2 separate regions of the Mus musculus genome follow, and region 2 is linked to region 1. Evidence: chromatin contacts called from public HiChIP or PLAC-seq data. All regions are on one chromosome and are shown on one strand. The core of a region is the stretch at or near the end of the contact, and the rest is flanking DNA. Distances in the headings are between cores, read along the strand shown.

What was found. HiChIP or PLAC-seq counts read pairs in DNA pulled down with a chosen protein or histone mark.
Region 2: a contact with region 1 is called in an H3K27ac HiChIP or PLAC-seq map of embryonic stem cells, with 5 read pairs. The contact joins two enhancer-like sites. A contact is called at or near these places in 11 of 115 datasets of contacts at active chromatin or transcription factors (embryonic basal ganglia, embryonic forebrain, embryonic hindbrain and 4 more) and 1 of 9 other capture datasets (embryonic stem cells).

Annotation. Positions count from the first base shown.
Region 1 is chr6:28,555,078-28,557,895 of GRCm38.p6, reverse strand. All of the region lies in intron 10 of Snd1 (staphylococcal nuclease and tudor domain containing 1), which reads right to left. Among named protein-coding and RNA genes, the nearest start is that of Snd1, 76 kb to the right of the region's middle. Within about 2 kb of position 1,430, at least 25 of the 459 cell types and tissues checked have an H3K27ac peak or open chromatin away from gene starts, as enhancers often do. A contact at or near this core is called in embryonic stem cells, where this site is marked.
Region 2 is chr6:29,004,640-29,007,339 of GRCm38.p6, reverse strand. No RefSeq gene overlaps it. Among named protein-coding and RNA genes, the nearest start is that of Mir129-1, 17 kb to the left of the region's middle. Within about 2 kb of position 1,334, at least 6 of the 459 cell types and tissues checked have an H3K27ac peak or open chromatin away from gene starts, as enhancers often do. A contact at or near this core is called in embryonic stem cells, where this site is marked.

The DNA of each region.
Region 1 (2,818 bases), core at 181-2,680:
CAGTTTTAACACAAAGATTTTAACACAAGGAGTTCAAAACTGACACCTTACGAGAAACTGAGCTGGCCTCTTTTCAAAAGAAAAAGCTCAGCGGGGGAAGGGGGCTAGTGTGAGAACCAACAGGGCACAGAGCTGTGGAAGGGAGACAAGGGCAGAGGCGGTCGGTGGCAGACCCTGAAAACGCACCGCAGCTCTACTGTTCAATCAAAATATATGGCACCAGCAGAGATCCACTTAATCTTTGTCCTCAGAGCAGTCCTGTGTAAGCCCAGAAGGCTTGCAGCTCATTTGCAGCAAATGAGAAGCAATAATGTTGGGTTGCCATATTTGCAGTGAATCTAACGTTAACAATCAAATGATTTGCCCTTGTAGAACTCTGCACCAGGGGATCCCTTAGAAGTGTACATATGGGCATCAATTTCCTAGCAGGGAAGGGGAACAGAGGTAAAGGAGACATGGCAAGGTCAAAGAACAGCCAGAAACAGAAACACCAGAGACCCTAATCTCCAAGTTCAGAACATGAATTCAGGGCCACCAAGACTCTAAAAAATCCCTCAGTATCCAAAGATTAGCTCTCCATGACAAACTAATAATCAATCAACACCCCCCCCCCCGGTCTCTCTCTCTCTCTCTCTCACACACACACACACACACACACACCCCTGTGTGCAGTGAGGTGAGGGGGAAGGAAAGGAGGGAAGCAGGGAAAATGGAATGAAGGGGCTAGGTTATTTGAATGCTCATTTGTTTAAGAAATAATGGCAAGTTTTTGTGAAGTCCTAGATTTGACTATTTGGATAAGAAAAATCAGTTCTTATTGAATATAGATGTATGGTTTTCCCCAAAATGTTTCCAGTGCACAACTATTTGAATGCATGGATGGGAACATTGAGCTATAAAATCCATGTGTTCCCCTTACACACACACACATATATAAACACTGTGCTTAGAATGTTATGGCCTCTGTGCCAGATTGCATGTGAAAGCAGTTAGCTCTCCTTACCACAGAAGCTTAAGATCCCCAAAGTAGACAGACCAGCCCACAACAAGCAAACAACAGAGCCGAGATGGACTTGTTGAAGAGGGAGAAAAGGAGAAAGAGAAACTTTAGTAATGAAGACCATGCAATTGGGAAGAAAGAATGATGTAAGATGGTAATCAGAGGGGAATGAGCCAGGTATAGACTATCATCCCAGGATCTGAGAGGTCAGGAAAGGAAAAAGAAAAAAAAAAAAAGAGCAAAGAAAGTAAGCCTATCTATAAAGAGAAGAGGAACCTGCTGAAGGCTTGCGACCTCCCACAACATCAATGAGGCAAAGCTTACCTTTTCTAGCAGCTATATTTTTTAAATCTCCTACTACTAGTACGAAGTACCAAGTTTAAAGGAGGACATTAAAACAGTTAATGTGAGCAGGGCGTGGTAGCACATGCCTTTTATCCAGACATTTAGAATGCAGAGGGAGGTGAATCTACATAGCAAGTTCTAGGGCAGCTAGAACCAGACCCTGTATCAAAAAAAAAAAAAAAAAAAAAAAAAAAAAAAAAAAAAAAAAAAAAAAAAAACCCCACAACAACAACAACAACAACAAAAAAAAGTTAAAATGAGGACCAGTCTACCTCACTATTTAAAAGCCTTGACAAGTCTCCTTAAATATGTATCTATAAATATCAGCAAGAAAATATGCCAATGAAAGCATCAACTGATTTAAATTCTAGAAGCAGGACACGAGTCTTGCTTAAACTGCACAAATGTAGTTTGTAGAGTACACCACGGCATTACAGAAACAGTTTAAATGTTGTTGTTGCTCAAGCAAAGTAGAAGGCGGTTTTGTTGTTGCCCCTTTCTGAGGTAGTGAATTCATGTTCAAGAAGCTGCTCTTTCTGGATGAACCACAGCAAGGCAGCTAAATGAGAGACAATTTAACAACGCTAAGAATTCACGACGGGTTCGTGTTGCATGGAAAGCCACAGCAAGGCTTTACAAGCGACACAAGGTACACAAGGAGCTCCTGTGAGGCTAACATGACAGGCGCAGGAGCGAGCCACCAACCAAGCTGCCTAGACTGTTCACTAGGAGAGACTCTTCATTTGAAATACAAGGGGTCACCTCTTATTTCCTGTAGGAGAATCCATTCCTGGGAGAGAGATCATCGAGTGGAGATGGAAGAACCTAGGATGGGGGAGGGATCCAAATAAAATGCAAAAGCAAGCACAGCCATGATCACACCTGCAGGGACATCTACTAAGAGCGAGATGAGGAAAGAGAACAGAAACAACGGGACTCTGCCAGAGAGCACCTGCTTCCCTGAGTACATGCGAGCAGATCTATAACACAGACAGGCAGGACAGGACGAAACACTACCGCTCCAGCCCTCAGAACACATTTCTTGCTAGGTGATGTGGTAAGAAACGAAAGGCTGCAGGGTTTTACTGCACTGAGTTTTACATTTGTCAGTTTCCTTCAACAGTATCAGGCTCATTTCTATCTTCTTGGATTGAGAACTCTCCTTACAAGAGGAACTGCCTTCCTCTACCTGCTGTTCTTTACCCAGAGGAGCAGTCATCTTCCACAGCTCTGCTATTTCTAGATCCAGGCAGCCCAGAACTAACTAAGCTCCCCTGCAGATAAGCCTGCCTGAGCTGAAGGAGTCAGCTACTCTTCCTCAGAGGAGGACTGGAGTAGGCAAAGCAGGCGGAGTGAGGCGAAAAGCTTTTAGAGGGAGGAGGTGGGGCTCAGAGCAATCTTCCAGGCAAGCCACAGTTGTGCTCTGACAGAAAGGCTCCAAGTAGCTCAGGCGGCAGGAAGGAACTCGGACAT
Region 2 (2,700 bases), core at 85-2,584, 450 kb before region 1:
TGCCACAATAAACACATAAATACATTTGCAAAAAAAAGAAAAGAAACTTTAGAAATTTGCATGAGTGCACACAGAAATTCCCACAGGAAAAAAACGGTAGATATAAAAAAGACCCAGTGGGGCAGGAAGATGCCTCACTTTCTACTATGCCTGACAACCAGAGTTCAATCTTCAAAACCCATATTTGTGCACATATATGTGCCTGTGCACACACACACACTAAACAAACAAGCAAATAAATAAAAAACGCTTATTTTGAAAAAAAAAAAAGGCGGGGGGGGGGGTAGGTCAGGCATGGTGGTGCATGTCTTTAATCCCATCACTCAGAAGGCAGTGTCAGGAGGTGGATCTCCAAATTCGTGGCCAGCCTGTTCTGCAGGAAGCGTTCCAGAACAGTCAGGGCTACACAGAGAAACCCTGACTTGGAAAGAAAAGAAGGAAGGAAGGAAGGAAGGAAGGAAGGAGGGAGGGAGGGAGGGAGGGAGGGAGGGAACGAAGGAGGCAGGCAGGCAGGCAGGCAGGCATAGGGGCTAGAGAGATGACTCAAATTCTAAACTAAAGCTAAAAATTGGGGGAGGGGTGCAGGGACATCTTAACACTACAGATTACAGGAGATGGTGAGGAGGAGGCAGGGGAACACCTTTCTCCAATGTTGAAAGAAAACAAGCAGCCCTGCCCTTAAATACCTGTTAACTCCAAATTATGTATCTATTGAAAATATTTTTCAAAAACGAAGGATTGAACCTTCAGAAATGTAAAAACTGAGAGAGTTCGTGGTTTGCAGCTATCCATATGACCATTGGTAAAGGGAGTTCTTCAAGCTGAATAGAAAGACACCAGAGAGACACTGGGATCCTACAGGGAGAAAGAGGAACACTTGAAGTTAGATACATGGGGTAATTTTAAAAGGCTGTTACTTTTCCTTTGTGACTTGTTTTAAAGACAACTATTAAAATAACTTTGTTGGATATATAGAATATATACAAGTCAAATATATGGGGCCAAAGAGATAGCCAAGTAGTTGAGAGCACTTACTGATCTCCCAGAACCACCAGTGACTCTACTTTCAGGGACCCAATACCCTCTTATGGCTTGTAGTAGTGCATCGATGCACATAAACTCACGAAGGCACACACACACATGAATAAAACATGTATGTAAATAAATACATCTTAGAAGAAGTCAAACACGTGTCAATATTAGCAAAATGGATCCAGCGCATCACCATTTCCCAGTAACCGCTCACACTTTCTAGAAAGCAGACCAGACCGAGGGGCTGACTTGACTGTTAAGGAAGTGCATTCTAATTGCTACCTTGCCAGGCACTGATAGCCGTATTAGCATGAGAACTCTTAAGAACATTATGCTAAGAGGAATGGGCCAGGCACAGAAACACTGTGTACTGCCTGATTCAAACTATGTGAGTCTATGTAACAGGTGAAAACACAGTAGCAAAAAGATCAGCAGTGGCCTAAGGCCAGGAGTCCTAGAAGGCCTAGTGTATAAAAAGATACAAAGACATTTGTTATGATTAGTTTAACTTGACACAAACTAGAGTCATAAGAAAGGAGGAGACCTTGACGGAGGGAATGCTTGCACCAGGCTGGGATGTGGCCATGCTTGCACCAAGCTCGGGTGTGGCCATGTCCGGGGAGATTTTGCCTTGATTATTGATCGATGTGAGAGGGCTCAGCCCCCTGGGAATGTCATCCCTGGGCAAGTGGTCCTGGGAGGTAGAAGAAAGGTAGCTGAACAGCCAACAGCCTCAGTTCCTGCCTGGAGCTCGGGTCCTGGCTTCCTTTCATGATGGACTGTAACCGGTAAACCAAATCAACTGTTTCCTCCCACGTGGGCCTCAGTCTGTGTTTTATCTGAGCAACAGGGAAGCAGACGAGAAGACGGAATAACACCATCACCAAAGGGATGGGCTCTTGTTGAGCACACAAATACTAAATATATCAAAGTGGACAAGTGAATTTGATTGTGTACAAAGTAAAGCCAATCCAGAAAGTCTGGATAAAAATAAAAGGAACCGAGAATATCCACAGGAAAGGGAGATAAAGCTAGGGTGGGGAATACTGCATGATCCCAGGATTCCAGGACTTAGAGCCCCTACTGGGAGCAGACTGGTGACCACTCACACGGGGGGGGGGGGGTGGCTAGGGGGGGGACGACTATGCCCTGGTAAGGAAGACAAAGGAGACCTTCCTCTTAGCCTCACACCTCGATGTACCCTTGCTAGCTACACTACTGCCATGCTTCTAATTATCTCAAGCCCCTCTGTTCCTGCAAGCTCCTGGTGGCCACTCTGCTCTGCCCACACTGGCCTGCTATGGTTCATCAGACTCCTGACTTGCTGGGCTCTTTGCTGCTGTTCCCACTGTGGGGAGTGTTATTCTCTTGGCCCTGGCTTACTACCTTCTTTTTCCACTCATTTCTCAATGTCTCAACAAAGGTCCATGGCTCCCCTAGTGTTTAACATACAAGCTGCTTCCTTTGCAGGACCCCTCAAACTCTACCTGGCTTTATGTATTCCTCATTTTTGTCTTGCTAAATTACTTCATGCTGGGTTTTTCTCCACCACCACCACCCCTTTTTTGAGACAAGGCCATCTTCTGTAGGCTGACCTTGGCTAAAACCTGGCAGCCCTGCCTCTGAGTCCATGGGCCAGTACAACCAGCTCACGGTTTGCTTATTTCT